Regions from separate parts of the Mus musculus genome. Here all the other regions are linked to region 3. A link is a contact called in public Hi-C and promoter capture Hi-C data. All regions are on one chromosome and are shown on one strand. Each heading gives the region's core, a stretch centred on a gene start, on an enhancer-like site or on the middle of the called end of the contact. The rest is flanking DNA. Distances are from core to core; before and after follow the strand shown. Region 1 overlaps Gm34861 (a long non-coding RNA gene). Region 2 overlaps Gm50595. Region 3 has its middle 12 kb from the start of Wipf1.

The links. Promoter capture Hi-C pulls out the DNA fragments that hold promoters and counts their contacts. A called contact is a pair of places that touch in the nucleus more often than the background predicts.
Region 1: a contact with region 3 is called in a promoter capture Hi-C map of the C10 cell line, with 5 times the contacts expected there. The contact joins two enhancer-like sites. A contact is called at or near these places in 6 of 39 promoter capture datasets (the 3T3-L1 cell line, the C10 cell line, hippocampal neurons and 2 more).
Region 2: a contact with region 3 is called in a Hi-C map of pre-B cells, with 5 times the contacts expected there. The contact joins two enhancer-like sites. A contact is called at or near these places in 1 of 39 promoter capture datasets (hippocampal neurons) and 2 of 484 Hi-C or Micro-C datasets (cortical neurons and pre-B cells).

Annotation. Positions count from the first base shown.
Region 1 is chr2:75,823,994-75,828,231 of GRCm38.p6, forward strand. All of the region lies in intron 1 of Gm34861 (a long non-coding RNA gene), which reads right to left. Among named protein-coding and RNA genes, the nearest start is that of Agps, 6.1 kb to the right of the region's middle. Within about 2 kb of position 2,163, at least 29 of the 459 cell types and tissues checked have an H3K27ac peak or open chromatin away from gene starts, as enhancers often do.
Region 2 is chr2:75,582,998-75,586,964 of GRCm38.p6, forward strand. All of the region lies in intron 2 of Gm50595, which reads right to left. Among named protein-coding and RNA genes, the nearest start is that of Gm39853, 28 kb to the right of the region's middle. Within about 2 kb of position 2,149, at least 192 of the 459 cell types and tissues checked have an H3K27ac peak or open chromatin away from gene starts, as enhancers often do. A contact at or near this core is called in pre-B cells, where this site is marked.
Region 3 is chr2:73,539,344-73,543,580 of GRCm38.p6, forward strand. No RefSeq gene overlaps it. Among named protein-coding and RNA genes, the nearest start is that of Wipf1, 12 kb to the left of the region's middle. Within about 2 kb of position 1,673, at least 109 of the 459 cell types and tissues checked have an H3K27ac peak or open chromatin away from gene starts, as enhancers often do. A contact at or near this core is called in pre-B cells, where this site is marked.

The DNA.
Region 1 (4,238 bases), core at 913-3,412, 2.3 Mb after region 3:
CCAGTTTGTTAGAACTAAGAAGGCTGATTACTTCCCTCTGCAAATTCTCCCGAATATAGACTAAGAATTTCTCAGAGTCTGTAGGCTTAAAGCATGGAACATCTCTGTGGGATCTCGGGCATTACAGGTTCCTGGAGAGCAATGACTTGTTACAGCTTGGCTCTCTGTGTTAGTGCTGTCCTAGCTCACAAGGAACTGCCTCACCTCTTTGAAAGGAGGTTTTTAATCAATAGGAAAAACAATTTCCACTGGCATTAGGAGCACATCGACCCGTCTTTGAGAATATCACTTGTCCCTGGTACTTGAATGTTGTTGGCCACAACACACTTCAGAAGAAGAGAGTCCAGCGACCCGGAAGGATGAAGGTCAAATGCTGGGATCTGTGAATAAGGGACTAGCGAGACATGCTGTCTATAGCAGTAGAAACTACTTTAGTAGTAACTGATCTCTTTAACTAGTTACCACGGATCTAAATGCAGCAGTAAAAAGAACTTTATGAGTCTATAAAGTGGGAGAGAGTCTGATCATACAAGCAAACAAATCCTACTTTATCACAAAAGTCACACTGAGTTCAGCTGCCCCACAATAATGTTTCTGGTTATCCATGGACTGGGTCTCAAAATTTGTAGGAATAAGTTTCAAAATTTGATTATGTGAAATTGAAAAATCCTCCATGTATCAATCAAAATATATTATGCCATTATGCCTTAAATATTTTTGACAACTTTGTTTTATTAATAGTGTATATATTTTTTTTCCCTTTTTTTTTTTTTAATGGCAAAAAGAACACACAAAATTTGTTGCATGTCCGAGGCAGGGGAGAATTAGACTCTTACATAGTATTTCTTGTGACAATATCATTAATTGCTTTTGGAATGCATTTTGTCTAGACTTTCTCAGTGAGTGCTTCACAGACAACTAAGTAAATATTTAGGGCTGTAGCCCTCAAGATGAGGTGTAGAAGCCCCCGTGAATTCTAGAAATCGTTTGAGGGGGTCAGCTGAGGCACTAGCCTTTTTAACTCTCATTCTCTCATGAGTGCAAAGGGAAGTTTCCCAGAGGACACAGGTCATGGGAGACCTCCTCAGAGAATTCAGAAGCAGACTTGGGAAGCTCATTAATCTTAGCTGTCCATTAAGTCAGTACTGGTAAGACTTATAGAAACACAAAAGGAAGGGACGTTCTTCTCAAGCTTTTATTCTGGAAAATAGACCTTATTTTATTTTCATGCTTCTTAGAGTATGTGTAAAGAAAAAGAAATATTCTGAATTCTTTTCAGTTTTAATTTCTTTCTTTTTAAAATTTTTTTCAAATTTATTTATTTAATGGATGAGTGCTCTGTTTCATATATATCTGCCTGCCTGAAGATGGAATCATATCCCCCTAGAGATGGTTGTGAGCCACCACGTGGTTGCTGGGAATTGAACTCATGACCTCTGGAAGAGCGGCCAGTGCTTTTAACCACTGAGTCATCTCACCAGCCCCAGTTTTAATTTCTTATATGGTATACAGAAAGGTACTTAGGAAGAAACAGCCTTCAGTAGAAAACTTGAGGTTTGTGCTGGTTAGGTTTTTTTGTTGTTGAGTTTTTATTTTTATTTTATTTTTATATTTTATTTTATTTTATTTTATTTTATTTTATTTTATTTTATTTTATTTTTGTCAACTTGACCCAAACTGGAGTCATTAAGGAAGAGATAACATCAGTGGAGGAACTGCCTGTATCAGATTAGCCTGTGGGTATGTCTGTCAAGCTTTTTCTTAGTGGTTGATTGATGTGGGAGAGCCAAGCTTAACTGTGGGAGGTGCCTTTCCAGGGCACATGGCCCTGAGGCAGATAAGAAAGCAAACTGATCAAATCACAGGAGCAAACCAGTAAGCAGGACTCTGTCTATAGTCTTGGCCTCAGCTCCTGCCTCCAGGTTTCAGCTTGAGTTCTTGCCCTGGCTTCTCTTGACGATGGACTTGCAAGACATAATAAGTCTTTTTCTTCCAAGTTACTTCTGATCACGGGGTATATCTTGACAATAGGAAGCAAACGAGGACAAGGGTCTCAACTGTTAAGAGTGACATACTTTATGAGAGTGGATACTTTATAAGGTGTCCCAGTGGTCAAAAAGTTTTAAGATATGAACGGTAAACATTGTGGCATTGGGAGTGTTTTATTACAACACATTTTGTACACTTCCTTTGGAACATACTTTATGACTTACAATCACACACTCCTGTACGTCCTTAGCAGAAATTTGTATATTCTCTTAGAGACATATATACAAATATTCACAATAATCTTAGTAGTATCAAACTGGAAGCACCTTACATATCCATTAGTTGTAGAACCAATTTCACACATGCAATCATATAAGCAATTGCATTGAAATAAAAGCAAAACAAAGCCAGGCAAAAGCCTCATGCCTGGTTGATAAGCACCATAAAGAACTCCAAGGGGGTGCTTATCATAAAACTCAGGACAGTGGCTACCTTGGCAAGTAGGTGGGTGAAGCAAGCAGAGAGTTCATAGGAAAACTTTCTCGTTTGCTAGTAATGTTTTTTGGCCTATGGGACAGTGCTTGGTGGTGCTTGGTTTGTGATAATTTGTGCTTCCATTCTCTGTATTATATTTCACAATATAGAAGGCACAAACGCCTCTCTTTCTATGCTCAGAGATACTGAGCATCCCTGAAGACCAGTAATGAAAATAAGCACAGAAAATAATTTGATATATGTTTCAGAAGTTAATCTTATTAGAATGTTCTAGTGCCTTCACTTAAAAGAAATGCTCTAATTCAAGGGCAGGAGCTCTCCTTCTTCCATGCATCAGGGTCTACCATTGTTTCTCTGTGTGTAAGTTTCTTTCTACTGGGTTCCAAGTTATCATTGAGGCTGGATGTCCCAGGACCCAAAGGAGTGGATTCCCCTGATATGGCTTTCCTAAATGTGAGGCTTTGTTTTCTGTGGTATCAGAAGCATCTCAGTGGACCAGGCTTCATGGGAAACACCCACTCCTCTTCGAAACATGAAATAAATTTCAGGTCACTATGCCTGGAACATTCTTCTGTAAGGGGATTTTGTAGTGGGAACTCATCATTGAGGTCACCTGCGTCCAGCACTGTCACAGTGTTTTTATTCTCCACATAGATCCTGGCTCTTAACTAACCTGATTGTGCCATATAGGAGACACTCTTGTGTGTCACAGCCCTTCATAGTAAATTATGTACATGTTTCACAACTGCTTGGCTACCTGTATATTTTCATGAGAGTATACGGTCTCAAGTACATGTTAAGTGGTTTTTCTACTGGCTCATCAGTTTAGTTACATCAAGGTTTGAATCATCCAGGATAAAGATTGTATTACTCTACTGGTGTTAAATAATTTATAAATTTGGCCAGAGTTGACAAGTTGAGGCGTGTCTAGACTTTAACTTGAACAAGAATAAACTTTATTTTCTCTTAAAGCATGCTGGTAGTATTACGTTGAACGTTCCCAGTCAGGTTGTAACAGCTCATCTGAAAACGGATCTGAGGACCCTGCAGCTTGCAGAGCATTTTAGTAAAACACACGGGTATAAAGAGACATGAGAGGTGGTATTTCAGCATTACTCTCGGGACAGAGAGTAATTACTTGGGCAGGTTGTGGGAAACGCTATGATGTCAAACATACGAACCTCAGATGATCTCAGTAATTAACTGGTCCTCTTGTCCCTTTTTGTCACTCCTGGTCTGATGAAAATGCCGATGGCTTGTGCCCGGATGAGCACAGTCGTTTCAGAAGCAATGGTAAACCTGTGTTTCTTTGTAAACGTTTCAGGGGTAGCCTGGATAGCCAAGCTTCCCTCACGATGGATGGAGATGTAACACTTACTGACCTCGATGATCTTCTCAGCAGCCTTGCAGCTTCCACGCAGTCCTTCTGCAGTAGTCGCGTAACTTTGGAAACAGCTCTTCTACAGAGCCTTGTTTAGGAGAAAGTGGCTCTGGGCCGATAAGGTGACTGCTTAACAGAGAAGGGCCTTGCCTTCAAACCAAAAGACCTGGGTTTGATTCCCAGACCCCACATGGAAAAAGGAGAAAACCAACACCCACAAGTTGAACCCAATTGCCACAGGAGTACACACACAATAAAATATAATAAACATTTTTTAAGGGTAAAAAATGATTTCTAAGAAAGGTGGTAACTTCTGTGGGACTGGAATTCTTACTACAACTCCCATTCTTCCCATTCTCTGGACATCTTCCAA
Region 2 (3,967 bases), core at 899-3,398, 2.0 Mb after region 3:
CAACTGATAAATGAGAGTTAGAATATTCCGTTTCTAGAAGAGAAAGCTAGGGGTGAAATTTTCACCCTGGTCTTTCTGTAGAGATCTGAAGGAAATACTGTTACCTTCTTCCTATTTGTTTTTCTATTCTTTTTTTTACTGGGGACAGGGGGGAGACAAAGTCTCACAGAGCCCTGCCTGGCCTCCTGCTCATTATGTACATATCCAGAGTCTGGCCTTGAACTCCTGTTCCTTCATCTGCTTAAGTCACAGGCATGAGGTACCATGAGGTCAGTGTTACATTTTTATATTAGAAATATCTAGAACTGTCTGGCTTATAAATTCTGACTAGGGAAATGGACCATTAAATGCTGTAATGGATAACAACAATAAAAACAAACAAAAGAACAACTAAAATAAATTTTCCTGAATGCTTTTGCAGATGAGCAAGCTTTTCTAGGAAGGCTTGCATACAAACCTCTGTGAACTTGGGAGCTGTCTACTTAAGCCACTTCCAAAGCCAAGATCCTACAGTTTTCATGATAAATACTCAGAATCTGCACACAACTGAGCCGAAGATGTGACACTCAAACTTGTCACAAGAAGTCAGTACCCAGCAGGACGTGGTGGCGCACACCTTTAATCCCAGCACTCGGGAGGCAGAGGCAGGAAGATTTCTGAGTTTGAGGCCAGCCTGGTCTACAGAGTAAGTTCCAGGACAGCCAAGGCTACACAGAGAACCCTGTCTCAGAAAAAAAAAAAAAAAAAAAAAAAAGGAGTCAGTACCCACAGAACATAAAACTCACTGAGGTGTCCAGACACAGATTTCTGGGAAACCCCAGACTTATTTCTTCATTCGTGTTTGTTTGCAAAGCTTTCTGGTTGTTTTAATTAGCTGCTTATTTAATAATTCAGAATGTCCTAAATAAAATCTGATATTAATCCAATATAATTCTTTTGGCTCTGAAATACATTCAGCACATAATGTGTGCAGCTAGAATAGGAAATGCTGATGCAGCTCTTGGCTCTTCATATAGAGCCACTGTTATATGTTGTTCTATTTTGGGGCCATTATTTTTATTTTCAAAATATCTAATTGTTATAATTACCTACGTCTCACCGAGTAGCCTTTATCATCTCTGCCTTTTAGAAAAAAAGAAAAAACAAGAAAGGAAAAAAAGGAAAGGCAAGGAAAGTAATATATATAATATTATATATGTTATACATATTATATAATATTATATTAACATTATATATATATTGTAAGTGATGACTTCAAACCTATTGATTTAGGACCACATCTAAATAAACCCAGAAGCCCTCTCCTGCACATTAAGTTGAACAAGGTCAGACTAGGCATCTTCCAAATGAAGGGCTTAAGTGGACTAACTCTTTCCTGATAATAATGTCTATTTTAAGATAGCCACTAAAAACTGTCAGTGCTCATTTAGTAGATCAATTTCATTAAATGCTCTGAACTTCTCCCCAGTTGTTAATCTCATCATCTATTTCAGATGCTCTTTTGGTGGGAAAACTTAAGCTAAAACTTAATATCAAGTTGCAACAATTCTAACCAGGCCTGGAATACACTTTCCTGTATGTGAAATAAAACCTCGAAAGATCTTAAGCTGAGATAACAATTCTAGCTTTAAAATTCCTTGTTGCCAAAAAACACAGACAGACCCTACGAGCTTTATGCCAATTGGTATTAATGGAAAGTTACATAGAGTGTGTGTGTTTGAGGGTTGGTTTTTTTTTAATGTATCTTTTAAAATACGCACTTTCCTGTGACTGAAGTAAAGCTTCCCCTTTTGTAATTATTGATCAAAGACCAATCAACAAGCAAAAAGTTCAGGTCCAGATTTTAGTATCAAACACAGTGTAATTGAGGAAGCAGCTTCTCTCAGATGGCTATAAATGAAGCTTGTACTCAATATCTAGGTGAGCGAGGTAAACAGTATGACGGCCGGCTAATATAAAAATAACACATCCATTAATCAGGTAATGGGGAATTTGAGAAGCCTCCAGAACCCTTGTCCACGCCCACCACGACGCATCTGTTTGAAGCTGGGTCTCTGAAGCTATTTTTGCCCCGTGATTTAGCACCAGAGTCCTCTGGGTGATAGTTGAGGAAGCAGATGCCGAGCTTCTCGGGGCCAGGCTGGCTCTGACTCACGCGGCGGCTCCAGCTTTGTACTCACATGAGAGGGGGTGGAGCGAACGAAGGGCTGACTTCCCGCCCTGCTGCCAGCTTCCTCAAACTTTCCACTTACGCATTTGCCTCCCTTACCAATTTCGTTTGAAGTTCCCATGCCAAAATCCTGAACGGCATGTTCCCAGGATGCATTAAATTTTAAAAAAAGAAAAAAAAAAATCAGCGGGGATTTTCCCAACTGAAATAAAAAGTAAACTGAAAACTAAGAAGAGACCATCTTTTTCCCTTTTTTCTCTCTCTTTCTTTAATTTTCTTCTTCCCCACCCCTCAGCCCTCTTTTGAGTTGTTCCTCACTGAGGATGGCTCATCCTGGCATCTGCAGGAGAAAGATTGGGGTATGGAAATGGCATTGAAAATGTTTCCCTCTAAGCACCAGCCACCATTCATTCCTACTGGGGAGTCATAACCCTTCCCCGCGTTTCCTATCTCCAATTATTTACCGTGAAATGATTGAAGCTAATAACATCCACATCTATTTGGAGATTACATTTCAACTGTCAATTAAAAATTAACGTTTATTAAATGCCCACAAGATATAAATCTTTATTCTTTCGTACTGTATCAGAGCTGATAAGAATACGGGGTGGTAAAATCTATGACGCTTAAATACTTTTTATACTGGATTTAAAACAGAAACATGGGCCATGTTATGGGCTGAGAATGTGGTTTCTCCAGCAGCCGTTTCTATTAAAGCTAAGTTTTTTACAGAGAAATTAAATTCAATAGCCAGAGTTTTACAGAGCTTCACTCTAAGCTACTTTTCATTTAAAACAATTGGACCTGTAAAAGTCTTTTTTTTTAACTCTGATTTTTATTTAAATCGCCGAGATTTTCTTTTTGAGTGTCACTGTGATGTCTGTCGTTTAATTGCCACTGGAGTAATTAATTTAGGCTATTTATACAGTAGGAATAGGCAGCAGTTGTTAGTACTTCTTAGTTAAAGCCGATGTGAATCTGATTCCACCATCTGGGTTTAATCCCAGCAATGTGGACGAACGAAAGACCATCTTCATGGTAACTACCATGTTGGTCTTAGGGTAAGAGTTCACCAGTTGACTGGACCCCTTCACTCTCACTACATAAATATTTCTTAGGTCTGGAAAGATGGCTCAGTGGTTAAGAGCAATTTCTGCTCCTGCAGGGGACCCGGGTTCTGTTCCCATTCCTGGTGTGGTAGCTCACAACTGTCCAGAACTTCAGCTCCAGGGGACCTAATGTCCTCTTCTGGCCTCTTTGGGGACCGGGCACACATGTGGTGTACATACATATCCGCAGACAAAACACTTACATGCATAAAATAAATAAATCTTTTTTTACAAATAAGTATTCCTTGACAGCTACAAGGAGGAAATATATTGCACCCACTCGTAACATTCTGGTGGGAAATGAGGCACATTAAATGAAGAAAACTACGTCTATGAAAACAAAATGCGCTCAAAATGCTCAAAATGAACAAAAGAAGTAGCTTAGCCTCAAGACTTTCCATGCTTAGGACGGCTACATTTAACAAAAAGTACATACACAACCAGACGTGCGGGGCTAGAGGTGCGCTTCAGTGACAGGGTTCATAGGTTTGGTCCTCAGACACTAAAAACAAAAGACATTTTAAAATCCCCAATAATACTTTTGCACAAATACTAAAAGAAAAACACACACAAGGAGGGAAGGAAAGCTATAGCTATACCCAATAACCAATGCCTAGTGGCTATACTACTTAATTCAGTAATATATACTTAATTCAGAAATTAAGCAAATCTGAACAACTATTTGGCC
Region 3 (4,237 bases), core at 423-2,922:
TCACCTCAGGGAATTGGGATAGTTTGTTCCATGCTTTAAGACTGCAGAACTAAAAAACACTGCGAGGTCCTAGAGGACTGGATTTATTTCAATTACTTATTTGTTATGGCAATTGACACTTATTTCTATTTTCAATAACATTAGTTTTTATTTTATCTGTATGAGTATTTTGCCCCACGGATGTATGTGCATCACATGTGTGTCTGGTGCTTACAGAGGCCAGAAGATTTTACATCCCCTGGGACTGGACCTCAAGAGGATTGTGAGCTGCCATATGGGTGCTTGGTCTTGAACTTAGGCCCTCTGGAAGAGTAGCCAGTGCTATTAATCACTGAGCTATTGCTCCAGTCCGATGTTTATTTATTTATTTATTTATTTATTTTTAATGTGAGGATGCTGTTAAAATATGAGTGTTCTAGATGATGAGAGGGCTGGAGAGATGGCTCAGTAGTTAAGAGCACTGGCTGCTCTTCCAGAGGTCCCAGGTTTGATTCCCTGCATCCACATGGCAGCTTAGAGTCATCTATAACTCCAGTCCTAGAGGATACAACGCCCTCTTCTGGCATCTGTGGGCACTGCATACATGTGGTAAACAGACACATAAAAACAATAAATTGTTTACAGTTTTAAGATAAACATTTTTAAAAGGAGATGGGGCATTTATTAAAGTATCCCCCAGATAATTTTGAAGAGTTATGGATGATAGGACATCAGAGGAATATGAGGATAAAAGAGATATCAAAGGAAGACTAGCAATTAATACTTAAATGAACTCATTCCTAGGAAGGCCTGTGACATAATTGTTAATAGATTCCTTGCTAGGGACATATAAAGGGTAACAAAATTTTAGCCCATAACTGAAGAAACATCGGAAAAATGCTATTTAAAATGTGCGGATTCTGACGTTGAATGTGTGCGGGAGACTGGCTCACACAGGAACAAACAAGTTTCTCTGCTTTGTTGTCCGCCGCTTACAGTCCACCGACAAGGATGGCCCTCCTCCTATGTCTTCCTTACTTCATTTTCTTTTCTCATTTTTAGGGCTTGTTAGCATCTCCATCACTGCAGGGAAAGCGCTAGAAGATTGTTCCACATTGTTTTATGTTACGATCAGTCATGTGTGGCCTGTGGAGAAACAGGAGAGGCTCTGGGGAAGAGTTTCACACTCACAGTTCCCAGAAATGAGAGAAAGCACCTGCCATGCAGGCATCGGTGGAAAGACGTGAAAAGGCGTGGCCAGGAGGCAGCGCTGTGGGGGTGGGGGGTGGGGCGGAGCAGGGACCAGAGAACCTTGGTCAGAGCTTTTATTGAGGTTTTTACAGGGAGATTGAGCAGTTTAGAAGCTGCAAGCTGAATTGTTCTGGATGACTTTAAGCCATAGGAGTGTTCTCTGGATGCCTGGAATCTGGTCCTCCGGGGCGGTGAGGGTGAAAGAATTTTGCCTCTGGGTTGTAGGGCAGATAGAAGTCTGGCTCCGGGCTGGTCGGTTTGCAGTTCACAAGGCTGCTCTTGTCGGGAGCCCTTGTAATCTCTAGGAATTGGAGCTTGCCCAATAAGGCAGGTCTTTCCAAACCACAAAATGCCAAAGGTAATAAACAATTATTGTACGCAAACCAGTTGGCGCCAGAGAGAAGCTTAAGCAGGAACTGCTCTCAGGGAGGAGTCAAAAAGAGGAAGAAGCTTGGGCCTCGAACACACTCCGGAATCAGAATGAGGGTGTAGAGGAAATATTTGGGTACCATGTGATTTATTCCTCTTGTGTTCTAAATGAAGAAATTGAGGCCCATGAACACGGCAGTGTGTGCCTGCTGACCTGGATACGTGGATGGCTGAGATGCCCCCGTAGTGTAAGGGCAGCCTTCACAACTCAATGTAAATATGCAAACCTACCTGAAAAGAAAAAAGGATGGGAAGTGGAGGGAAGCAAGGAGGAGGAGGAGGAAGAGGAGGAAGAGGAACCCATATAAAATAATGCTTATTGTGGCAGAGGCTTGTAATCACAGCACTGTGAAGCCAGAGACGGGCAGATCCCCGGGTGTCCCTGCCCAGCCAGCCTTGCCTACTTAGCACACTCCTGGCCACCTAGAGACTGTCTCAAAACCCAGGGTAGGTAGTTCATGAGGAACAACACCTGAACTGTGTTCCCTGGCCTCCACACAACCATACACACAGAGACACATGCACAAAAAATTTACAGATTTTAAACGTTAGACTATCCAAATATGAATAAGTTAATACAAATAGAATCTATGAGGGGAGAATTGTTACGAAAATCTGTAGTTTGCAAATATTTTCACTGTCTGTTTAAATACTAAACCTACATTTTTTATGAAATGAAAATGTATTGATGCTTTTTTCTTTAACTTTTCCTTTCTTTCTTTGGACGTTATGGACAAAATACAACATGGCTATAGAAACAGCAAACTGCAAAGACAGTGGAGAAGAGAACACCTGGTTTCACTTATAATTAACAGGAAGGCCAGTCAGTAAATTAATAACAAATGGGTAGGTTTCAAGGGAAGGCCATTTCCTAATGACCACACTTGTGGAATTCCCACTCTCTGTTGTGCGATGGACACACCTGCTGTGTTCTGAGCCAGCAAGAGATTCAGCAAAAATGAGGACAGTTGCACACAACAGCCCATCCTTGGAAGCATCCAAAACTGGGTTGGCTTGATATTCTATGCAGTGGTCCACAATGTGGTTCCAGCAGATGGCACAGATGTCATCATCCACAATCTCCCAGGCCACAGGGCTACTGCCTTCCACATGTACACATACATATATACAAGCAAAACACTCAGAAACATAATATAGAGTGTTAAAAAATACTCAAGAATAGATCTGTTTGTCTTCCAAAATAGAAGACAAAGCTATCTGAACCTCTGTTAAAGAAAGATGCAATTAAGGTGTAAGTACTTATTCCCTAGTATACATGAAGCCTGTATGCATAGATAACATGTATTGACCCCCATATACATAGATACATGTATTGTTAATACATCAGGTTCTAGTAAGCTTATAAGAGCAATGATGGACTTCACTGAAGGGAAATATTTACCTGCCAAATTTCAATAAAGTCCCTGTGGATCCCTGTGGATGGGACTGAAAATGTAATTTCCCAGGGCTTGTGAGTGCTCAGGACCTTTAGCTCTAGGTCCCTTCTGCTGGGCCGGCAACAGGGTCCAAAAGCAAGCAGTAAACTCAGAGGCAGACTTTTAAATCACTTTACCACATAGTGGGACAGTAAAAAGGTGGGTGGCTCCCGGGGTGGTAGGGATTCTTGTGATGGTGGGCGTGTTCTGTAAGATAATAGGATGGGTTAATCCATGTTACTGTGCACTTGTCGAGACCCACAGAATATATATCACCAAGAGTGGAACCTGAGTGAACTGCAGAAGTTAACAATAATGTATCAGTATTGGCAACAATAATGCTAACACTAAAGTTAGCAACAATATATCAGTATGACAACTGATGGATCTCACTAGTAGGAGATTCTGCGGATAGGAGAAGGGGATAGATTCTGTTTTCAGGTTGATGTTTCTGTAACCCAAAAACTGCCTCCCAAAATAATGTCTATGGCTTTTAATAGAAGCAAGTCAGCCATCACTCAGACTATTAACAAAACAGTTGAAAACATTGTTTTCATTTGTATTTTCTTGCATGCCTGGTAATGTATAATGTGGATTATTAGCTCAGCTTTGATATAATTTAAGTGAGCCTATATCACTCTGTGGAGATGCAGCCTAGACATTTGTACACTGTACATTCTCAGTATGTGGCACTTTCTGGATAACAGCTTTCCTACTAACGGAGATGACTTTAGAAAACTCCATGACTCCCCCCTGGGGAAGTAGCAGGGGCAGGTACTGCCCAGAGGATGAGCAGTTACTCAGGCCGTGTTCCTATGGTGCTGGACCTAGGGCAGCACCAGCAGGACATCGTCTAGAAAAAGGAGTCCAGCGGAGCAGCAGTCGTTCAGGGCGCGAGGAACTTGGCTTCTGTGGAGGATCTGAAAGACCGAAGTTCATGATCTGATCGAGTGCAGACAGCCTGAGAAACGGTGTGGGTCCCCAAAGCAGGAGCGGGGGGGGGGGGGGGAAAAGACTGACTTGAAAAGGTTGTTAACAAGCCAGGGGTCACCTGTCGCCATCCAGCCCCAGGGAGGTAGAGGCAGGAGGAGTGCTACAAGTTTGAAGACAGCCTGGGGTACATTATGAGAAACAAGCTAGCC